2 separate regions of the Neogale vison genome follow, and region 1 is linked to region 2. The links are chromatin contacts, called in public Hi-C maps. All regions are on one chromosome and are shown on one strand. Each heading gives the region's core, a stretch centred on a gene start, on an enhancer-like site or on the middle of the called end of the contact. The rest is flanking DNA. Distances are from core to core; before and after follow the strand shown.

What was found. A called contact is a pair of places that touch in the nucleus more often than the background predicts.
Region 1: a Hi-C map of fibroblasts shows a contact between it and region 2, with 8 times the contacts expected there. The contact joins the promoter of ATXN7L3 here to the promoter of GPATCH8 in region 2. A contact is called at or near these places in 2 of 3 Hi-C or Micro-C datasets (fibroblasts and muscle).

Annotation. Positions count from the first base shown.
Region 1 is chr5:18,689,043-18,695,125 of ASM_NN_V1, reverse strand. It overlaps ATXN7L3 (ataxin-7-like protein 3), which reads right to left and starts at 3,837. Exons shown (of 13, transcript XM_044247794.1): 1 at 3,670-3,837; 2 at 2,200-2,310; 3 at 1,770-1,902; 4 at 1,383-1,554; 5 at 1,116-1,213; 6 at 896-918; 7 at 522-567; 8 at 285-313. The coding sequence starts at 2,250.
Region 2 is chr5:18,417,625-18,423,281 of ASM_NN_V1, reverse strand. GPATCH8 (G patch domain-containing protein 8) reads right to left here and starts at 1,283. Exons shown (of 8, transcript XM_044247769.1): 1 at 1,167-1,283. The coding sequence starts at 1,211.

The DNA.
Region 1 (6,083 bases), core at 2,588-5,087, 270 kb before region 2:
CCCGGGGGGGAAGGGACAGATGGGGTTGGGGAACCAGTCCCTCTGGTCCTTCTCTATGCGGGGAGTGCCCCTGAGCCCACCCAGCACTTTTCCAGGGATACTCTTCCCATCCCACCTGCGTGGTCGGGAAGGGGATGGAACCCAGCAAGAACAGAGATATGCAAGACCAAAATACCCCATCTAGTGCTTCTGGCCTCAGCATTCTGATCCCCACCCGGCCAAATTCCACCCAACTAACAACTGGGGAAATGAGAGAAAACCTTAGAGGGGTGGCACCCACTCACCTTAAAAGGATCCGAATTGCTAAGTTCCCCTGAAGAAGAAAAAAGAAGGGGAAGGGTGTTTGATGCAGAGGTACAGACAGAGAACCCTGAAAATAACCAGAGAGGAAGTGGGGGTGACAGAAGGATCACAGGCCCTCCCTCGATACCCCAGTTCCCCTAAGACCCCACCTCCACCCTCCAGCAATGAGCCCCAGCAGACGTACCTAGAATCACCCCCATCGTTCAAGCCCCACTTACCATTTTTGTGTTTTAAAGACTTGGATCTTCGAGGGGAATTGGGGTTCTGGAATGGGAGATACCACAGCTTTGGGGAAAGGGTAACGATAAGGGGGAGCCGAGAACCCAGGGAAGGAAAAAAGATTTGACAAAGGAACATCCTCAAATTCCTGCTCTTCCACCCCAGTAAGAGGCCCACCTACCCATATTCCGTCCTCCCCTTCTCCCCCAAGGCCTCCACTGCCCTCCTGCCCACCACAGACACCCTCATCCCAAAACCCAGTGAGGAACCCCATGACCTCACACTTGAGTCAAGACACCCGAGGACTCCCTGCCCAAAGGGGAGGGTATCTGTCCTTCACCCAAATTTCCCTCATGCTTGCCCCGGCTCTCACCTTGTCTGATTTTCTCTTCTTGGCTGTATCAGACAAAAACAAAAGGTCAGGGTCACTCAACCCAAGTTCTCAATCTAGAACCCCTACGGAAACACACCAAGCCACATTCTCCCCTCCTCACTCAACCTAACAACTTGTGACCCTTACCTACCCAACTCCCACTTGCCCACCTCACCCCGATGCCCGCCCCCCACCCCAGTTCCCCAGAGTCCCCAAACACCTTTCTTCTCTGAGCCATAGGACCAGTCGTTGTCATTGATGTCATCATTATCCTCTTGGTCACTCTCCGACTTGTTCATATTGTTGCTATTGGCAATCCTGCCGACGGAACAGAAGAGAAAGGGTCAAGGCGGCCACCTCTCCCTGCCACTGGCCGCCGAGGCCAAGCATGTGCCACGCCTGAGCCCTACCAAGGCCCCAGGGGGAGGGGGACTACGCCTTGGAACATGGCATGAGAGAGAGGAGCCTCGCAGCTTTGGGTCCTCACCGGCGGTTGGCGATGCGGCTGCTGTTCCGGCCCATCCCCAGGCACTTCTCCAGATGGGGAGCGAAGCGGGAGGCAGCGATACTGCGACTGCAGTTGGGGCAGACACACTCCTTGCTCTTCCACTGGTTGAAAACCTGTCCAAAGATGTCCAACCCCGGCTGGTCCACGATCTCTGGGGACAGGAGAGGCGTGGCGATCAGGGCAGGCGGGGGACCTCTTGTTTCCTGCCCATGGCCCCGTGGCCTTTTGAAACCACCCCCACTCCCTCTACCACCGAAGCTTGCAGCAGCTCTAGGGGCTACATCTGGTCCAGCTGCCAAAGAAGGGACTTCCAAGGATCCCCGGGGGGCAGGGGCTGGACAGCTCTCCTTCAACCCTGAAGCTCACCAAAATCCTTCATGCTATCAGGGTCCGTGTCGTCCAGGAAGAAGTAGCCACACTTGACAGCCCGGTGCACCTCGAAGCAGAATCCCAAACAAGAATCCTCAACCAGGTCCGCGTATATCTCCTGAGCGATGGCCTGGGCCCAGGGGAGAACGTCCGCGGTCAGGAAGAGTCACAGTCCCCTGGACTGAGAGCAACTCTCACCAACCACATCTACCCATTCGCCCTGGCCCCAAATCATGCTTTCTTCTGCCATTTTCCCCATCTTGACTTCGCGTCCTTTCTTCTTCCGGATCTTTGGGCCTTCTCGGCTGGCTATTCCCTTTAAGGAACCAGGCTGACTACCCCAATTCCTCTTTGGTGTGAATGCCAGATACAGCGGCGTAGAGACGCCCAGAGAAAGAACTAGAGGCACGCGTGGGGCAGCCCTCACCTCTAGTTTGCTGTTATCCAGGCCAGACAAAGACATTTCCTCCATTTTCATTTGTAAACTCTTGTGGAGACGGCGCTCTGACTGCTCATAGCACAGCGGGCGGCAACACGGCTGCACACACGGGGGTGGGGGGTTCTGGTGTGAGGCCAAGGCACCTCTGAAGACCGCCACCTCCCCTCTGCACCTCGCTGCCCAGAGCCTAATCCTGGCATCAGGATCTACCCCTCCCCAAGGCCCAGGCTCACTGAGTCTGGATGGTCCTTCAGGGCCTGAAACCCCAAGGCGGCCTAGTCCTTCCCAGGGCTGAACTCGGGCCCTGGACTCTGCTACCAGACAAAGTCTGGGTCTATGGGAGGCAGCAGCTCACCCCAGGTCCCCCAAACTCAAACCCCTCTTCCATACCCATGGTGCAATGCAGCAGGGGGAGGAGAAGGAACTCTAAGGCCTCAAAGCAAACCCACAGGGTGTGGCAAAGAACTGCACAGACTCCTAAATGCACCCCCCCCTTCCCTAGGCTCTCCTCAGAGTCACCTCTGCTTTCAGCCAGGATGTCCACTTGGGGGGGTACTGCTACCAGAAGTAGGAATGGCCCTAGAACCCTACAACCTTCACCCCACTCTGTCTTCCCTTGAAATAAGCCTGTGACTACAGCAGGGGAACAGAGCCCACAGAAACCGAGAGCTGAAGGAGCCTTTCCAGCCACCATGATCAAGAAGAGGGGGTAGAGCCCGCCTGGGATGGCATGCCGGGAGTGGGCACTCCCCTTACCTGTTCTTCTTTTAGATAACCACCCTCCCTCCCTCAGGACCAGCCCGGAAGTCTCTCCAAGAGCCCCAAAGTCCAGGAATCCCCACCAAAGGAATCAGAAACAGCGCCCACAGTCCGGGGCCCCTCTGAACGGTGGGTACGAGTTTAAGGAGCTGCCGGCCTAGAGTGGGGTGGGGACTGACAAATGAGCCAGGGGCACTGGGGAGGGTAGGAGGCCGGGCCTCGGCTCTTCCCCCGTCCCTGCGGCACTGCTGCTGCATCATACCGACTGGGGGGAGGAGAGCCGAGCCGCCCGAGGCCGGCGCCGGTCCGGGACAGTCCGACCCCTAGAGAGTGGGCAGAGTGGGACGCGTCCCGGCCCCTCTCCTTCCCCGCCCGCCGACAGCCCCAGCCGGCCAGGGAGAGGAGTCCGGGAGGGTGTCTCTATTGTCCCGGGGGCTGGGGCCTGGCTCCCTAACAAAGGCCCCGCGCCCCCTCCCCGGCCGGCCCTGCCCCGCCCAGGGGGGACCCAGACAGGGGGAGAGCTGGGGGCCCCGGCCGGGCCGGGAAGCCGGGGGAAGCCGGGCGTTTCCGCGTCGGCCCGGGGGGAGGGGAAGGGGCGCTGACCCAGACCTGGGGGGAGGGGGCCCAAGCCCCGCCTCGGGCCCCGCCCCCCGCCCCCCGCAGGCCCCTCCCCCGTCCCCGTCTCCGTCCCGTACTCACCCCGCCCGGGGGGCCGCGCCGGGGCCCGGCGGCCTCTCAGGGCCGCGTCCTCCGGCGGCGGCGGCGGCGGCGGCTGCTCCGGAGCCCCATGTCCGTCGGTCCGTCCTCGCCTCTCCCCGGGGCCCAGGGCCCGGGGCCGGGGGGTCGGGCCGCCCCCCCGCCTCGCCGCCTCACCGGGCGGCCATGGCCCCTTCCCCTCCCTTCTCGTCCCGTCGCCGCCTCCTCCTCCTCACCTCACCCCGCCCGCGCGCAGTCCGCGCGCCGTCCGCGCGCCCCTCCCCCCGCCCCCCACTCCAGCCCGCCTCTCCCGGGCGGGGGGTGCGGCGCGAGCCCGGAGCGCGCGCGCGTGCCGCGACCGGAGGATGGATGGATGGAGCGAGCGAGAACGCGAGCGTGCGCGCGCGCGCCCCTCTCCCCCTCCCTCCGCGCGGGCGCGAGGCCAAGCGCGAGCGCGCTCCAACCTCCTCCTCTTCCTCCTCCCGCCCCTCTTCAACACCCCGCCCCCGCCCTCCCTTCCTCTTCCTTCTTTCGCTTTCGCGCGCCCAGCGACTGCTCGCGCCTGCTAGAAGGGCCCGAGCGCGTGCATCTGCCCCGCGGCCGCAGCTCGGCAGCATTTGCTCCAGGGGGCGGGGACCGGGCGGGGAGGAGGGGCGCCACGCCGCCGTCCAAAGTACCGGCGGACGGGGACGGGGGCGGGGAGATGGGCGGGGCTTTCGGGAGCCACCTCGGCCAATCGCCATCTCGCCTCGGTCCGGCCGGTCCAATAGGATAGCGGTGGGTGGAGCGACGTTCAAGGTGAGGTGCGCGGTGCGCTGGGGGCGGAGACGTTGTGCCGTCCCGGCCGGCTCCGGGGCGGGGGCAGCGGGTGGCGTCGAAAGAGAGCGCCGGCTCCCAGCCGAGCCTGGGACGCCTTCCGGCCCAGGATCCCCCGCCCTTCCCTCGGGGCTCCCGGCTCTTCTCCCCCACCCCCCAACTCCGCCCCCGCCCCCGGCGCCCCCACTCCGGCATTTACCCCGTAGCGTGCAGCCACTTCTCTGAAGAGGCCGGAGTTGAAGTGGGGATCTGTTAGCACCTCAGGGCAGAAAACCTATGGAGCCAAAGGGGCTCGTCCGAGCCTCCGTTCCCCTGTTTCTGGGCGGGTCTCAGCCCACTCCAGGCCTGCGAGCCAACGAACGCCCGAGATGAGGGTCCTCTGCTGAGGGCGGAGGCCGAGCTGTGCCCTTCTGAGCCGAGCGCCCTCCTGGCGCTCAGACTAATTTAGATCCCACACCTGCTTGGCTTTCCTGCTTCCGGAACCCACGCTGGACCCCCCACCTCTCGGACAGTCTGCCTGGCACTGGCCAGACCCTTCCCCCGACCCTGCGCCACCCCCCTGGGTGTGCCCATATCCGCGCGCTCTCACGGTCCCCCTTTACCTTCTGGAGGAAAAGGCCGCAAGCGATGCCCAGACTGGCGCTTCTATTTCGGTTATTCTCTGGGTCTGGTGTGTTGGAACGGGGGTCTGACAGCCCTCTTGCCCTAGTAGAGGGGGTTAAAGGAGGGAAGTCTTAAATATTACACTTGGGGATCATTCTTGGCTTTTGGTCTTAAGCAAACATATATTGTGGCAATGGTCCTAAGTGGTTAAGACCAGGAATCAAATTTGAATTTAAATATGCAGACCTGGCAAATAAACTTGGGCAAGTGAGCTCTCTGTTGCCTCAGTTTACTCTGTTGTCACCGGGTATAATGATAGTACGTATCTCATTAGGTTGTTGTAAGGACTGACAAGTCAGTGCATGTGAAACTCTTAGCTCAGTGTAAGTGGTTTATAAATTTTAGCTGTTATTCGTAAGTGCTCTAAGAATTCTTAACAGTGCCCTGTGCTAGGATGCAAAGATGAAATAAGACAGTTGTGCTTCCTCAAGAAGTTCACAAATTTGTCTGGTAGACAGAACTGTAGGAAAATAATTGCCAAACACTGTGTTAAAAATGAGAGAGAGGGCTCCTGGGTGGCTCAGTCAGTTAAGCGTCTGACTTAGGCTCAGGTCATGATCCTGGGGTCCTGGGATTGAGACCTGTCTACCTCCCTGCTAAGTGGGGAGTCTGCTTCTCCCTCTGCCCTTCCCCCTCTCCTGCTTGCTCGCTCTCAAATAAGCAAAATCTTAAAAAAACAAAAACAAAAAACACAAGAGAGATGCACAGGGGATGGGGTGGCCAGGACAACAGATAAAATGATGTAAGAGAGTTGGTCAGTAACAGCTTCTTGTAGTGGGAGATGAACCAGTTCAAGGCAGACCAGGAAGGTGCTACAATCCCAGACAGTAAGCTTCAGGAGTATGCTTCAGTTTGGGGCCCTGGCTGGAACATAGGAGCGGGTGGGGAAGCAGCAGGTGAGCAGGTCAGACCATGCAGGACTAAAGATGTGCTGAGTA
Region 2 (5,657 bases), core at 34-2,533:
TCACAAGCGTTCCATGCACTAGACTGTTGTTGTTTAACTGCTTTGTCTGTTTATTTACCAACTCCATCATCTCAGGGAACGCAAACCCTTCAAACTGCCTTCTGAAACGTATCTAGAGTATCCCATGGAGGAAGATCTGCAGCGGGATAAAAACTTGAGTTCTGATGTTCATTCTCCTGACCCAAATTGCTGTTGCCAGGATATGCGGTAGTAATGCAGTGGTTTCTTAGGGACTCTGAGGATGTATTTTACCCTAGAAACAGCCAATCTCTACTAAATCCCTTTTAGTCGCCGAGATTTCTGCGATAACAATGCTCAACAGGAAGGTATTTTAAAACAACTGAAAGACGCGTTATTCTAATTTGGCCTTTATTTTTCCCTCGATAATAACCTGTCATCACAAGGACATTTTTCCATACAGCATTTGCAACTAAAGAAAGAAAAAAAGGAGATTCTGGAGCTAGTTCTCACGCGCTAAGGAAGTCCCTTATCATTAACGCTTCTTAAAATCTTTCGAGGGAGGATTTGGAGCTAAGCTTACAGCGACCACAGTCCTGTAACTTACTCTTTTCCAAGCATGATGAACGGCCTAATAACAGCAACATTTACGCCTAGAGAAATCTCAATGTTTGACCAACCAAGGAGGCGGCCGATAACTCAAGGATCCTTTTACCATGGGAAGAAATGGAAAGCACACAATGAAAGGGGTTTATCACACTGAGGATAGACGAAGGACGACCCGAAGAAGAGCCGTGCGAGCAAATCCCAGAAATTCGGAAGCCCTGGTCTCAGCAACACCCGCCCGAAGCCCTCCCAACCCATCCCTCTTTTCCCCCCGGGAGCCCGCCCGGCGCCTTCACAGGCCCGGCGCACCCGAGGGGAGCACCGTCCCCAGTCTGCGGCCCAACCAGGCTTCCGAAACCCGCCCGAGCAGGCCGAAGCTGCAAACCCGGCGGCCTGAGCTTAACTGGTAAGAGAATACGAGGTGAGCGGAGATGCGGCCTCGCCTCAAGCTGGGAGGCCCCTGGAGGAATTGGAGGCGGGAGAAGAGCAAGCCAGTTCGTAAGCCGGAGCAGAGCTTGGAAGGAAAAGAACTAGGAGCGGGGAATGAGGACGTCCCGGCTCCGCCAGCGCCTTCCCGGATTCTCGGCGACGCCCGTGTTTACCTGAAAGTCTCGATCCTCGTTGAAGCGGGAGAAGCGGTCCGCCATTTTGCCGCCTTCACTCCTCTCAGGACGACGCTCTCCGGTTCGCTCCTTCCCTCCCGCGACACCCGCCCCCTCGCTCCCCTCCCCAATTCCCCGCCTCCTCCCACGCCCACCCGGCGCGCGCAGGCGAGGGAGGGAGGAAGCAAGAAAGCGCGTCTGGAAGGGAGTCCCGTCGGCGCAAGCGCCTTTCAGCCCTGGAGGCGGAACCTTCCCTTAAATCCCCTCTCCGCTCGCGGCCCAGAGCGACCCCGACGGCAGCGCGTGCGCACTCGCGCCGGAGAGCGCCAAGTGCTTCCGGAGAGAAAGGTTACAAGGGCGCAATACGCTTACGTCGGGATGTTTTCCACCTGCTGGTTTCCCCGACTAGGGTGTATTTTCTTGCCCTCTCATCTCCGTGTGTGTGCAGAAGTCCATTCTCTGCTTTATTCACTGAATAGCAATATAATGCAGTGGTTGAAAGCGCGGGTTTTGGAGCCAGACTACTTCGATTCCCAGTTTGCTCTGAGGATTAAATGGCAAACGAGACAGAAAGACCCCTTTTCTCATGAGGCTTACGTTCCGGCGGGGGGATGTCAGATACATAGTAAAAATAATTATGAGTGTTAGGAAAAATAAAACAGCACAGTTATGAGACCTCTGAAATGACCTTTGGCCTTTGAGGAAAAGCAAGGGGCAAGGCTCCCCACACACACATCCCTGCAGCTTTCAAGCAAAGGGAACTTTAGACTCACACGCCCCTCGACTGCTAAGAGTTTCCATTTTTAGGATATTATTAGAGTATTTTTTCAAGAGACCGAAGTTGATCCAAATCAACTAAAGCTCTCTGGCTTTCAGTTTCCTTTTATAAAATAAGGAAATTGAATGTAATAATCTCTACTGCCACAGACCCATCAATGACTGTGGGTTATGATTCAGACTTTTCCATCCTATGGTTTTCCTGTGGACCCCACCCAGCCCTCCCGCTCCCTCAGCCAAAATATATAAAACAGGTAGGAGGGGGTATGAGGACTTCCCTGCTTTTGAAGAGAGTAGTTGACAGAAATCACAAAATGGAAAATAGCCCTTATGCTACCCTGAGACAGTCAAGTGGAATGTAAATTTTGGGAAGGATGTGTATCTTCTATTCCTTTGTTACCCTCTGCCTCATCAAACCCCAGTCCAAGCAGAATACAATTGTAAGCAGTGGAAAGAACTCTGAGAGGAAGAACACAGACTGTAAACATTGTAAAGAGATTGAGGGTATATGTGGCAGATTGAATCAACATGGATACACATGAGGCATTTACCTCCTCTCCCTCTCTCAGCCCTACTAAGATGACAGTAAAAGGATGAGAAGGGTGAACACCTGGGTGGTTCAGTTCGTTGAGGGCCTGACTTCTGCTCAGGTCATGATCCCTCTGGGGCCTGGGATCAAGCCCCCATCAGGCTCCCTGCCTGGCCAGGAGTCTCCTTCTCTCTCTCTTCTGCATTCCCCCTGCTGGTGCTCTCTGCCTCTATCTCTGGCAAATAAATAAATAAAATATTTTAAAAATAAATAAATAAAAATAAAATCTTAAAAAAAAAAAAAAAAACAACTTGAGGGGGCCTGGGCTGTTGGAGGGGGTCCTGGAATTGAGCCCGGCATTGGGCTCTCTGCTCAGCGGGGAGCCTGCTTCCTCCTCTTTCTGCCTGCCTCTCTGCCTGGTGATCTCTGTCTGTCCAATGGATAAATAAAATCTTAAAAAAAAAAAAAAAAAAGAGGGGCGCCTGGGTGGCTCAGTGGGTTAAGCCGCTGCCTTCGGCTCAGGTCATGATCTCAGGGTCCTGGGATCGAGTCCCGCATCAGGCTCTCTGCGCAGCAGGGAGCCTGCTTCCCTCTCTCTCTCTGCCTGCCTCTCTGTCTACTTGTGATCTCTGTCAAATAAACAAATAAAATCTTAAAAAAAAAAAAAGAAAGAAGGAAGGAAAGGAAAAAAAAAAAAAAAGAAGAACATCTTGGAACCTGGAGAGCACAGATAAATGGAAATGACTTTAGTAGAATAGAGAAAACAACGTCCTAGAGTGGGAAAGCTGGGAAACAAGTTGACTGAGGCTAAGGTGTACCACAAAAATTCAGGAATTGGAATCACTAGGTATCAAGATGAAGAAGTAGATGGAGGTTGAAAACAGGACTTGTTACAAGGCACTTTAGAGAGCAGTAAAACGCTAAACCCCTTTTCCCACCCAGGTAGTAAACTGGAGGGTTCTCCTCTGAAAAGACTAAACAAAGAGACTCTTTTAATGTATCTGGCACAGATAAGGAAATAGATACCATGCTGTAAATGGGAAGGTTTGGTAAAAGCTAACATTCTGGTTGGAGGCAGGCTTCTTCCGGCTCAGTGGGAAAAAACCTACACATACCAAAAATAGGACTGGAGTCTCCCCAACTTACAAAGGTCATGTTCCAGTCCAGATATCCCACAGAAAAGTCCGTCATTCCAGAAGCCCTAACCACACACAGCTTCCACTCAGCTCTTATGTATGAATGTATGCCAAAAATAACCAGACATTGGTAGAAACCTGTGAGACAGAAACACCCCACCCCAAAACAAAGCAAAACAAAATTAAAAAACAGCAAGTGGAATTCAGAGGAACCAGAAATAATGGAAATAATAGAAGAAGCCATCAAAAGAATTATAATCAATATCCACAGAGATAGGAGATTACCTCAGGAAATAAGGACAACAGGAAGCATCGGATGCCAAAAAAGAGAAAAGAATATTCAGAGATTAAGAAGTAACTTTGGGGGGGCGCCAGGATGGCTGTCCTTAGCGTCTGCCTTTGGCTCAGATCATGACCCCAAGGTCCTAGGATCGGGCCCAAGTTCAGGCTGCATGCTCAGCAGGAAGCCTGTTTCTCCCTCTCTCACTCCCCCCAATCGTGTCTCTGACAAATAAATAAATAAAATCTTTAAAAAAGAAAAAACAACTTTTGAAAGTTAAAATGTCTTAAGCAGAAATGAAAAATTCAATAGAAGGGTTAGGAAACAAAATGGCAAGAAATCTCCCAAAAAAACAATAAAAAGACACCCTAGTCCAAGCCACCTTTACTTTCTCCTTAATCACGGCAAGAGCTCCTAAGTGTTCTCCTTCCACCCTGACCCCCTACAGTAGTCAGAGGAACTATGGTGATCCTGTTACAAGGTCAGTTAGATTACATAAGTCCTCTACTGCAACCCTCCAGTGGTTTTGCCTGTCATTCACACTAAAAACCATCATCACCTCACCTCTCAGACCTTATTCCTCTCTGTCCACTGTGTCCCTTCTCTCTGGGCACACTGACCTGCTATACCTTGATCCCAAAGGCCTGCTCCTGTGTCAGCCTGCCCCACTTAGGGGCTATGTATATGTTGTTCTTGCTGCCTCATTCTTTCCCAGATATCCACCCATGTGGCTTGCCCCCTCACCCTCTGGTCTTTCCTTGAATATTAATTTCTCAGTAAGATCTTCCCTGATCACCCTGTTTAAAATCACAGAGTTCAGGGGCACCTGGGTGGCTCAGAGGGTTAAGCTTCTGCCTTTGGCTCAGGTTGTGATCTTGGGTTCCTGGGATTGAGCCCCACATCGAGCCCCACATCAAGCCCCACATAGAGCCCCACGTCAGGCTCTCTGCTCAGCAGGGAGCCTGCTTTCCTCCCCCCTCTGCCTACTTGTGATCTCTGTCTGTCAAATAAATAAATAAAATCTTTTTTAAAACCCCAAAATCACAGAGTTCAGTATTCTGAACTTTCTAGCCTCTTTCCCTAATTTTATTTTTCTCCTTAGTACTTACCACTTTCTAAAATGTAATGTTAATTCCATGAAAGCAGAGATTCTCTCAGGTCTACCCCCTTCTTCTTTTTTTTTAAATTTTTTTAAAGATTTTATTTATTTATTTGACAGACAGAGATCACAAGTAGACAGAGAGGCAGGCAGAGGGAGAGGGGGAAGCAGGCTCCCCGCTGAGCAGGGATCCTGATGCAGGGTCTATCCCGGCACCCTGAGATCATGACCTGAGCCGAAGGCAGAGGCTTAACCCACTGAGCCACCCAGGCGCCCCCCCCTTTTTTTTTTAAGATTGTATTTATTTACTTGACTGAGAGAGACAGTGAGAGAGGGAACACGAGCATGGTGGAGCTGGAGGGGGAGAAGCAGGTTCTCTGCTGAGCAGGGAGCCCAACGTGGCACTAGATCCCAGGACACCAGGATCATGACCTGAACCAAAGGCAGACACTTAACAACTGAGCCACCCAAGCTCCCCTCTATTCCCTTCCGTATCCTTAACCCCTAGAATAATAAATGACACATAAGAGGCACTAAATAAGGATTTTTTGAATAGATGAGAAGAAAAATAAGAAAGAACATATAAGAAAATAGAAGGATCAATCCAGTATCTGAATAGCAGAGTTTCCAAAAAGAACAGGGGGGAGATGAAGAAAGAGCATATTAAAGA